Linked DNA regions of Bos taurus: region 2 is linked to region 1. A link is a contact called in public Hi-C data. All regions are on one chromosome and are shown on one strand. The core of a region is the stretch at or near the end of the contact, and the rest is flanking DNA. Distances in the headings are between cores, read along the strand shown.

The links. A called contact is a pair of places that touch in the nucleus more often than the background predicts.
Region 2: a Hi-C map of skeletal muscle shows a contact between it and region 1, with 2.9 times the contacts expected there. The contact joins the promoter of HDHD3 here to the promoter of SLC31A1 in region 1. A contact is called at or near these places in 2 of 11 Hi-C or Micro-C datasets (liver and skeletal muscle).

What each region holds. Positions count from the first base shown.
Region 1 is chr8:102,466,780-102,472,503 of ARS-UCD2.0, reverse strand. It overlaps SLC31A1 (solute carrier family 31 member 1), which reads right to left and starts at 2,105. Exons shown (of 5, transcript NM_001100381.1): 1 at 2,028-2,105. FKBP15 (FKBP prolyl isomerase family member 15) reads left to right here and starts at 2,441. Exons shown (of 27, transcript XM_010808285.4): 1 at 2,441-2,516. The coding sequence starts at 2,464.
Region 2 is chr8:102,632,337-102,637,474 of ARS-UCD2.0, reverse strand. It overlaps HDHD3 (haloacid dehalogenase like hydrolase domain containing 3), which reads left to right and starts at 3,162. Exons shown (of 3, transcript NM_001014896.2): 1 at 3,162-3,313; 2 at 4,824-5,138. The coding sequence starts at 4,989. LOC112447844 (a long non-coding RNA gene) reads right to left here and starts at 2,179. Exons shown (of 2, transcript XR_009495688.1): 1 at 1-2,179.

The DNA.
Region 1 (5,724 bases), core at 856-3,355:
CATTGCCAATCAGAACCAGCAGCTGTGTCCTACAAGGGCAAACTAGGCATGCATATTTGTGGTGTCTCACTAAAAAGGCTGATCCATGATCCAGATTTTAGGATTCCTGCCTATCTAGAAAGGCAACTTAAACACCCTGGATATTCGATGTTCACCCAAAACTATCACAACATTGTTAATCAGCTATATCCCAATACAAAATTAAAAGGTTTAAAAAAAAAATGCTTTGCTGAAAAAACACTCCCAACTCAAGAACACAAGATAAGTGCTCACTGGTCCCCTTTAGCATTTGTAAGTGTAAGTGTAAGCATTTGTAATAGTGTAAGCACTATTCAGATGCTGCAGTGATGGAATGACAATAACCAGTCCTAGGGAGAGGGGGAAGAAAGAGCTGTTACTTGTGTCGATTATTCTTCCCCTGTACCCAGAGCAGCCAAGCTCACATTCAAAACACAGCTACCACAAAGCATTCCAGTTCCAGTGCTTAGACTCCAGTTGCATCATTGCTTTAACACTGTCAGCCTTCACGGCTTTAACCATCTTAATCTGTAAAATAAACACAGGAAGCAGACAACAGTCCTGTCCCTCCATTTAACAGAGGAATCTTTACGAACAAAAATTAGACCTACGTATAATATTTCTAGCTATCCCATTCCTCTTTTTCCCCCTTCCCTAGAGCTTTAAACAACATTAAAGTCATCTTCAACTGACAAGAGACTAAGCTACCCAGACAGTTCACAGCTAGTACAGCACTTTTATCTTTCTGGAAGCTTCTTAGACAAGGCAAGAGCCATTGCTAGGCTCTCTGGGTCACATGGGAAAAAAATATGCTAAGAGAGTAAATTAAGGAATAAGGAAACAAGGCTGAATTACACTACTCAGTCTAACAAAGAGTAAATGAGAATCCATTACAGGCAAGAGGGCACAGTGCTCGGCGACACAGGAGACACCAAGATGAATAAAACCGTCACCGTCCTTGAGGAGTTTACTATTTAATAGAGGCACACAAACTATAATAAAAAGCAGAACAAGCTAAGTGCTAAGAGGCATTAAAACTCTGGGAAGGAGTTACCAACCATTTCACTCCACATTCATGCTAACAGATTAAAACTTTCAGGTAAGGGACACATGGTGTCCTAATATGATTGAGATCTGTGTAAAGAAGCTAAGGTGGGACATAATCTGCTTATCCACACCTCCTTCGGTTAAGTTAGGCCTACCCAGAAATTGTTCCAAAAATGACACCAGGTTAACCAAAGAAATGCTTATATCAGAGAGGATACAAACTGCAGAGAAGTCGACAACAAATGATGTTTACTTAGGTTTGTGGCAAGAAGATTAAGCAAAACCCAGGCCAAGGTTGGGGCCAGGGATTTTCAGCTTCTGAAGTTTCCCCCTCTCCATCACCCGCCCCCAGAACATCCCAGCTCTCCTGCTCCTCACCTGCGAAGGTGGACACTAGGGAAGGAACTTCTCTCCAGAGGTATCCCCACTCTGTGAGAGTACACAGTACTTAAGGGTTGATACCATTCTTGTTGACCAGGCAGTTCGCTCAGTCCCTAATCAAGAAACCAGGGATCCACCCTCAGTCAGCCCTTTACGCTGTGTGACCTCGGACTAGTCATCCAAGTGCTGAGTTCCTGTCTTTCCATATTTGTGAAGTCTGGGATTACGAGAAGACTGGGATTGAATTGGATGACCTCTGAGGTCTTAAAGCTTCTTGACCAGCCAGCACACTGAAGCACTGGACAAACAGCTCGTTGAACAAATAGCGAGGGCGGCCACAGGGAACAAGCGGCCGGGGGATCAGACTGGTTTTATACACAGGGAAACGGAGGCACCCTGACCCAAGGTCACTCCAGTTATGTCCCAATGGGGGCTGGGCCGAAAGCTCAGGTCTCCAGACCTCCGGTCCTGGGCCCTTTCTCCTTTCGCGGAGCAGAGAAGAGTGGCGTGGAGGTCCCTGTCCCGGAGAAGAAAGGACTGTGTTCGTGCCCGGGTTGCGAGAGGGGCAGAAGAGGCCTTACCTTTCCAGATCGAGTCCCGCCACCAGTGCCTCTCTCTCAGATCCTTAATCCGTCACACCTCCAGGACTCTTCAGAAGCCCCTCCACTTCTGACCCTCGCGACGTGTCCGAGACCGCCACCGAAGCGCCAATTCCCGCCCTTACCCCGCCCCCTGACTCGCTGGCCAATCGCCGCCCAGAGTTTCGGAGCGCCTGCCGTTCTCACCGCCTCTGAGGGCTGGAGAAGCTTACGTCACTCATGAGGCCTCGCCCGCCAGGTCCTCTTATTTGCCTTTGCTCCACCTTCTCCAGAGCCTAGTCTCCTCCCGGCCCAATAACCATGCGAGAGTTCGTCTTGCCGGAAAGCAGCACGCTGCCGCGGCATTTTACGACGTCAGCGTTGAAAGTCTCTGGAAACGCTCCGACTTCCTCCCCGAAGCTGGGCTAAAGGCGGCGCGATGTTCGGTGCGGGCGACGAAGACGATACCGACTTCCTCTCGCCTAGCGGCGGGTGAGTGCAGAAGCGTAGGGCAAGGGAGCGTGGCTGAGAGCCTGGCGGATCGGTTGGAGGGGGTCGCTCTCTTTTCAGACCTCTTCCCAACTTCCGGGTCCCGAGACCCTTGCCACATTCCGGTGCTGTACAGGTTCCAGAATCTGGGCAGAACTGAAACTGTGCTGAGTTTGTCCACCCGGATTCTGGACCTGGCATCTCTCCTGAAGCACAGTATGACCATAGGGTTGGAACTTTTGCTTTCCGGGTCAGTTTGTCCTTCTGTGAAATGGGTATAATTGTTGATAAAAATACCTAAGAATTTTTGAGTCCACCGGTGCCGATATGAGGCTTTCTCTGCCCCGTGGACAAGACGTTGACCCTTCAGAATTGGCCCTGGTGGGTCAGCTTCAGCATCCTTCAAGGCCTAGCTCGGATGTCACCTTTTCGGTGCTTTCCCTTCTCCCACGGCCCCAGGCAGAATAAATTGCATTCTCTTTCTTATCCCCACAACTAGGTGTGTTTACCTTTATCTTTGCATACCGAACCTACTAGATTATAAAGCCCTAATAGGACATGGACTGTTCAGTCTGTTCCTGCTGTCGAGCGCTCAGCACAGTACCTGGCACAGAGTGATTGCTCTAGGAGGTGCCTACCGAGTGAATGATAACTGTGAAATTGCTCTCTAAAGCTTAGAGCCCATGTAAGAAACTGCAACTGCTGTCCCCTGCCCCCAGTCAATATATATATATATATATATATATATATGTATAATACACACACACACACCAGTCTGGGGTACAGGTCTTCAAGAGGCAGGGCCTTGTCTCTTCCAGTAATCATTTTAACCTTTTCCCTTGTGATGTGTCGATAGACAGCTTGACTGCCTTCAGACTTGTGAAGTGCCAAATTCTGATGTTTGCAGAGCCTTTCTTTGAACATCTGTTTAACCAGTTCTGGCCTGGAGAATTCCATGGACTGTATAGAGTCTCCCCCGGGACTGAGAGACTTTCACTTTCACTTTCTTTGACCATCTGTTTAACCAATTTAAGAAGGTACCCAAGAATGAGGAAAACACCAGTATACAATCCTACAATCCTTATTCTACTAAATGCTTAGAGGTTACAGAGATGATTAAGCTTCTCTGTGAGCTCTCAGATTGCTTCTAGCCCTGGTGGAGAGTTCAATTGACATAAAATGGCACTGGCTCTGTTTTGCTCTTAAATAGGATCTTTTGACTCGCACAGTGACTAGTTCTATATTAGCCATCCTAAGTTCTCTTTTCATCCTCACTGCCCTGTTCCACCCCTGCCCTCACTTTGGATGGCCTGCATCCACTTAGTTTCATCTTGAGTTCTTTTGGTTGCTCAGTTATTTCAGAGTTAAGCAATCTTTGGTTCCTTTTTTTTCCTACTCCACCCAAAGCATTCACTAATATTTCCACACATCCAGCCTGTTGCTGTTGACTGTGTAGTCAGCCATTTGGATGAATGTTTTTTTCTTAAACCTGTTTTTCAAATGGCTGTACCTTTTGAAAGTTGACGAAGTATGCTTTAGATTCACATTCTTCACTAGGTCAAAGTGTTGGAGGGAAGTTTAAATGAATGTTAGTGTTCCCAACTTTTTTTTAATTTAGTTTTTATTTTATATTGGAGTATAGTTGATTGGCAATGTTGTTCAGATTCTTTTCCCATATAGGTTATTAAATTAGAATATTAAGTAGAGTTTAGGGCTTCCAACTTTGATGCAACAAACACTGCTGGCTGAAAACTCCTGAATAGATAATAACCGTCATGTGCTCTTCCCCAGGTTCCTGGCCTGAGATAAGTTCTTGGTGGCTCAGCTATGCTGCTTTCCTGTGCGGGCTTTTCAAGGACTTGAGAAGCTAGTCGTAGGCATGAGACTCCGCCCCTAAACACAGACAACAGCTAATTGAATGAAAAAAGTCTTAGTAAATAAAGGTATACAGAGAACTTTTAAGTTTAAGTTTGAGAATACAGAAAGTTTCACCAGCATTTCCTGATTCAGCTATTCCTATTCTGATTCCCTGTAAGGAAGTAGAACATATGACAGTGAGCACTGCGGCTGCTTTTCAGTTCCTCTTGTATATTACTTATATTTGTAAGTATTCTCCACTAAAAAAGATGCACAACGTGAGAGTTGCGAGTTAAGTTTTATTTGGGGCAAAATGAGGACTGCAGCCTGAGAGGCAGCACCTCAGATAGCTCTGAGAGACTGCTCAAAAGAGGCACTCAGGGAAGGTCAACATATAAGATTTTGGTGAAGGGGGAGTTCAGTGCAATAAAGCTTACTTTACAAGAGGTTTTCTGATAGTTGAAAGGATCTGATATCATCATGAAGGGATTTAGTGCTTTTCTAGATATGAAGAGATGATAGGATTGGGATCATGAAATCAGTTCCTGAGAATACCCAACTATCTAAAGACCTGTCCCACCAGATATCCTGGAGCACAGAGAGCCTCACTCCTGAACTCCCTCAGGGCCTGTGAAGGTCAACAGCTGCAGCAGCACAGGGTTCAATCTCCACAGAGGCAGCTGGCAAATGCCCTTGTTGTTGACTCTGGCAATACTCTTGGCAAGAGCCAGTTTGTAGTTGACAGTATCTTGACTTTCCTGTAGCTCAAACGGTAAAAAATCTACCTGTAATGAAGGAGATCAGAGTTTGGTCCCTGGGTCGGGAAGACCCTCTGGAGAAGGGAATGGCAATCCACTCCAGTATTCTTGCTTGGAGAATCCCGTGGGCAGAGAAGCCTGGCGGGCAGCAGTCCATGAGGTTGAAAAGAGTTGGACATGAATGAGCAATTAACACCTGCATGCATGACTTAAATGTGTGACTTACTTGATTCTATTTAAGATAGTCAAGCCTAAAAGAAGTGGGAGTATTGGTACCTAGGATGGCTGTCTAGATGATTAATAATTTGTGTTCCAATTTTTCAGTCCTCTTGGTCCATGGTTAACCTAGAAGTAGTAAAGTAATAATCAGGATGCTTTTTTTTTTGGCGGGGGTGCGGGGTCGGTCTTGGCCCTTTCTCCACTTTGAGACTGAAATGAAGAAATATGTGAATGTCTACCAGGTGTATGGTACTTGGCTTCAGCTGACAAAGATAGGAATAAGGCACAGTTCTGCCACTAGGAAACTTCCAGTTAATAATGGAATGAAACAGTCCAGTAATAATAATTTAAAAGCATTTTTAGGGGGCCAGTAATAT
Region 2 (5,138 bases), core at 1,913-4,412, 160 kb before region 1:
CCTATGGCCTAGTGATTCTACATCTAGGGATTTACCCAACAGAAATATGTATGCATGTGACCAAAAACATGTGTTCAAGGATATCCATAGAGGGCACTACCCTGGTGGTCCACTGGCTAAGACTCTGCGCTCCCAACACAGGGAGTCCAAGTTTGATCCCTGGTCAGGGAGCTATATCCTGCATGCCACAACTAAAGATCACCCACGCCACCGCAAAGATCTTGAGTGCCACAACTAAGACCTGGCAAAGCCAAATAAAGGTCTCTCCTGGCAGTCCAGCGATAAGACTCCAGGCTTCCACTACAGGGGTCCCGGATGCAATCCCTGGTTGGGGAACTAGATTCCATATGCTGCTGCATGGTGTGACCAAAAAAAAAACTTAAAAAAAAAAAACAGCCAGTATTGTGACATGCCAGGTGTCTCCAGGAGCAATCACTAGGCCAGAATCCACACAGGGGAGATGAAAGAATGAAACCATCTAGGAATTCCTGTCATCTGCCTTAGGGAGGAAACTGTATCAATGACATGGACCTATTTTTGAACTGGGTAGTTAAAAAAAAAATTTTATTTCAAAATGGCAGGACTTATCATTGGCTTTCCTGTGACTCTCAAGGCTCCCTTCTCTGCTGAAAAACTTACCTGAGCCAAGCTCTCCCTTGCCGGCCAAGGTCTGTGACTCTGAACTTTGTATTTCCTCCCAGGCCTGAGACCAATGAGGGTGAGGCAGTTCTGAATAAAATCAACAGAGCAGCCTTGGAATACAGAGGGATGTTTTGTTTGAAAACAAAAAACAAAAGAAGTAGAGGGAAGAAAGGAATAAAATCGCATGCATGTTTGTGTGCTAGAAAATGGTCTGTTAGCATAAAAACCCAAACTGCAGCAATCCCTGGGAAGTGGTTGGGCAATGGAGAGGCCATTGCTCTTGCTCAGCTGTACTTATCCTTAATCTTCGCTTGGTTGCCCTTCGGATCTTTGCTCCCTGCCTAACTGGTTCATCCAAAGAAGTCTCCTGTCACTGTTCATGGAACCACTGTTTTCTGCCTCCGTACCTCTTACCACCTGTGAGATCTTGGTTATTTACTTGATTTTTTTCTGCCTGCCCCTGTTCCTTGAAGGCAGAAACCCTGTCTTGTTTCTCATTGTATATATCCTCAGTGAAGAACAGGGTGTCAGACATAGAGCAGATAACGTCAGCGCAAAGTTAGTGCCCTCAATAAGCAGTTAGTGAATGAATGAGGTTGGGCTGTTGCTTTGTATTTTAAAGATTTTTGAGATGAGCATGACTACTTTTGAAGTAGGAGATACATGGGCTCCTGGGCCAAACAGCTGATGTTCGTCAAGTGGAATGACACTGAAATTTTATCCTCAGCCAGATGAGAACAATGCCTGATTCCCTTCATCCACCAAAATGGAAGAAATGAACTAGCACTGGGGAATTTGTTAAACAGAAATGGAAAAGTGGGGTTTTTTTTACTGCTAACAACCAAGGGAAGTGAAGGAATGAGTAAACGGCTATAAAACCCCCAAGAATAGGCCTGGAATAGTCCAGCGATTCTAGTTTTACTCTAGCCGTTTCTAGTGCACACAACTAGACTTCCTTCACAAATTTAATTCCTTAATCACTCTCTGACTATCTGTGAATTCTATCCTGCACCTGGCATTCTTTTCCCCTACACACCCTTGTAACTCCCTTGGCATTCTTTATTTCAAAAAGGTTACCAGCCAATAACCTCTTTGACGACCAGACTCAAATGTTATGGCCATTTTAAAACTTTGCAGAAAAGAGAATGCAAGATTGTCACTGCCTTGAACCGTATCACATACCCGTGAGCAAAGCCTAGACTATAAGACCTCTCCCTTTTCCCCAGGGAAGGGGAAACTATCTGAGGCATTAGCCTGCTGCATGCCCTCTGCCTGGCAAAGAAATAAAGCTATGCTTTCTCTTTCCTCCAAAACTGTCTCTGTATTTCTATCAGGCATCACTGCAGTGCACAGACACCTAAGATTTTGACTTCTTTTTTCATCAAAGAAAAAAAAAAAAATCAGGTTTCTACAGAGGACTCTACCCTCAGCAAATTGTCTTGGGTTAAGTCAAGTTTTCAACAGAACGCCAATTCTCTCCGAGTACCGATTGGGGACTCAAGACCAGAGAGGGGCAGCACCTTGCCCAAGTTTACCCAGCACTCACCAAGCCAGACCAGGACAGAAATCCCCTCCTCCCAGTCAGCCTGGGCACCTGGGGGGAGGGGGGCTCCGAAACCAAGGCAGGCGGAGAAGGAACTTCGGAGGGGCGGGTGGGGAGCGGAATGAGCGGGGAGAGCACAGAGTGTAAATGAGAGGGACCGTGAGGCCGACTGGGCTAGGATGGGGAGGCCAGGAGCACGCAGGGAGGGCCTAAAGCGATCAAGCTGATTGGTGCGGTGCGGGACCTGGAACCGAGAGGGTGTGGGGTCTTACGAAGGGGCAGAGAAGGTCATGGAAGGGAAGAGAAGGGCAGCGAAGGGTGGTGAGGGCTGGTGACTAGAGCGCCGTATACAGTGAGGTGAAGGTGCCGCCGGAACAAGCGGAGAAGCAGCAGAGGGGAAGCGGTGTGGGCGGGGAGAGGCGGAGGGACGTGGCGGGGAGAGGCGGGGGGGCGGGGAGAGGCGGAGGGGCGGGGAGAGGCGGAGGGGCGGGGAGAGGCGGAGGGGCGTGGCGGGGAGAGGCGGAGGGGCGGGGAGAGGCGGAGGGGCGGGGCGGAGAGGCGTAAGAAGAGGAGGAGGCAGGGCGGGGAGAAGTGGAGGAGGCGGGGCGAAGAGGCGGCGGAGGCGGAGGATGTGGGGCGGAGAGAGGCGGGAGGGCGGGGCGGTGAGGCGGGGGCGGAGGGCCGGAAGAAGCGGAGGAGGCCGGGCGGAGACAGGCGGCGGAGGCGGAGACAGGCGGCGGAGGCGGAGACAGGCGGCGGAGGCGGAGACAGGCGGCGGAGGCGGAGACAGGCGGCGGAGGCGGAGACAGGCGGCGGAGGAGGCGGAGAGACGTGGTGAGGGGAAGAGAGGAGGAGAAGCGGAGGAGGCGGGGCGGAGGAGGCGGAGGGGCCGAGGAGTTGGAGGGGGCGGAGGGGGCGGAGGGGGCGGAGGGGGCGGAGGGGGCGGAGGGGCGGAGGGGCCGAGGAGGCCGAGGAGGCCGAGGGGGCGGAAAGAGGAGAGACGGAGGAGCAGGAGGAGGTCTAGGATTCGCCAGAAAAGGGGCACCGCCGAGCGTCTGCGGCTTCTCCCTTCTCCCTAGCGGCTGTGCGGCTGCAGCTTCCTTCCTGACCTACTTCCCCGTGAGGCAGGTAGGTCGTGGTCCCCGGGACTGGCGCCACAGGTTCCGCTGCATACCTCAGGCGTAGATAGGTCGCCCTAGGGCAGGCTACCTGGAATTTGCCGCCACCGAGTCCTGGAAATGGGAAGGGAGGTGAGCAATTTAGGCCGGCAGCCAGAAGCCCCAACTCCGGCTTCCAGAAATGGAAAATGCTGTGCCAGTGGTTCCTTGACTGACTCTGGATGAGTTCTCGACCCTCTCTGGGCCTTCATCTACCCACCTGCCACGTGGGAGTATCTTTGGACGGGTCTCCCTAAGCTCCAGACTGAAATTTCGTTGCCAAACTTCCTTTAAGGGTTGTGTCCCCAGATTCACCAGGCTGGTCTGTCCCTCAGCAACGACTTAGCTGCACTTTGAACTCTGGCCCCTTAGGTTTCTACTGAACAGGTTGGGTGTCTGGAATCGGCTCTGGGCAAGAAGCTGCCTCCAGCCTATAGATTTTAGGCTGAGAAATTTGTTTTCTGTGCACTGAGTCAGGAACCTGTCACTGGCTCTCCACCCAGGCAGGCATTATATCAGGGGCTCAGGGAGGTTTTAAGACGGGCAGGACCAGGCTGCTCTATCCTGCCTTTGCCCTGAGCTGTAGAGGTTCACCAAAATCAGATTCTTGAATACTCCAAGTACGTCTAAGCAGTGGAAGGAAGTACTGACCAGAGGATCTGGAGGTTTGGGTTCTAGTCCTGGCAGTGCTGCTGACTGGCGGTGACCTTAGGCAAATATCTATCCCTCTCTGGCTCAGTCTTTCCCCTTGATTAAGGGGTTGATCAGATGGTTTGCTAAGACTCTACTGTTTTTCACATTCCCAACAACAGTAATAACAGTCAAAATAATTGTTACCTTATCTTGACCTACAAGGCCCTGGGCTTCCCTGGATGCTCCTATGGTAAAGAATCTGCCTGCAATGCAGGAGACCTGGGTTTGATCCCTGGGTTGGGAAGATCCCCTGGAGGAGGGCATAGTAACCCACTCCTCTATTCTTGCCTGGAGAATCCCCATGGACAGAGGAGCCTGGCAGGCTACAGTCCATGGGGTCTCAAAGAGTTGGACACAACTGAACAACTATGCACAACACAGCACATTTGCTGATTCGGCCTTCTCAAATTGCCAGTGAAACTACACTTGCTTAGGAATTTCCCCGCAAACAAAGTCTAAATCAGGTTTCTGGATTGATATCCTCATGGTACCTGCTGCCTTCCTTTGTGTGATAGCTGTATCCCTGTTCTTTAATGCCTGTGAATGTCACGAGGGCTACAAGTCTGTCCCTTTCCTAGCATATAGCACATAATAGGTGGAAGGAACTGAGAAATCTTATTTGGTGCAGCAGTCATGTGAGGTTGAGTCACTCTGCTCTCCTTACACATAAGGAGACAGCATCAGAGACACTCCGGGTCTCACAGTGAGTTGGCAGCATCAGAATTTGAACCCATTCTGTCTCTGACTCCAAAGCCTGAACTTCCACCTCACTTGCCCTTTCATTCCAGGATTTTCTGCTGTGAAGCCATTACCTAAGTGCCAGCAGATCTAACCCACAAAGCCTGGAAAGAGAAGACCATCAGGTTGGGTGAGGGTGGTCTCGTCTAGCTCAACCTCCTGGGACCTGAGGAAGGGGCTGACCTAGGGTGGACTGGCCCCCCTCCTGCAGACCCATGGCACACCGGCTACAGTTACGACTGCTGACGTGGGACGTGAAGGACACGCTGCTCAGGCTCCGCCACCCTGTGGGAGTGGAATATGCCACTAAGGCCCGGGCCCACGGGCTGGAGGTGGAAGCCACAGCCCTGGGACAGGCCTTCAAG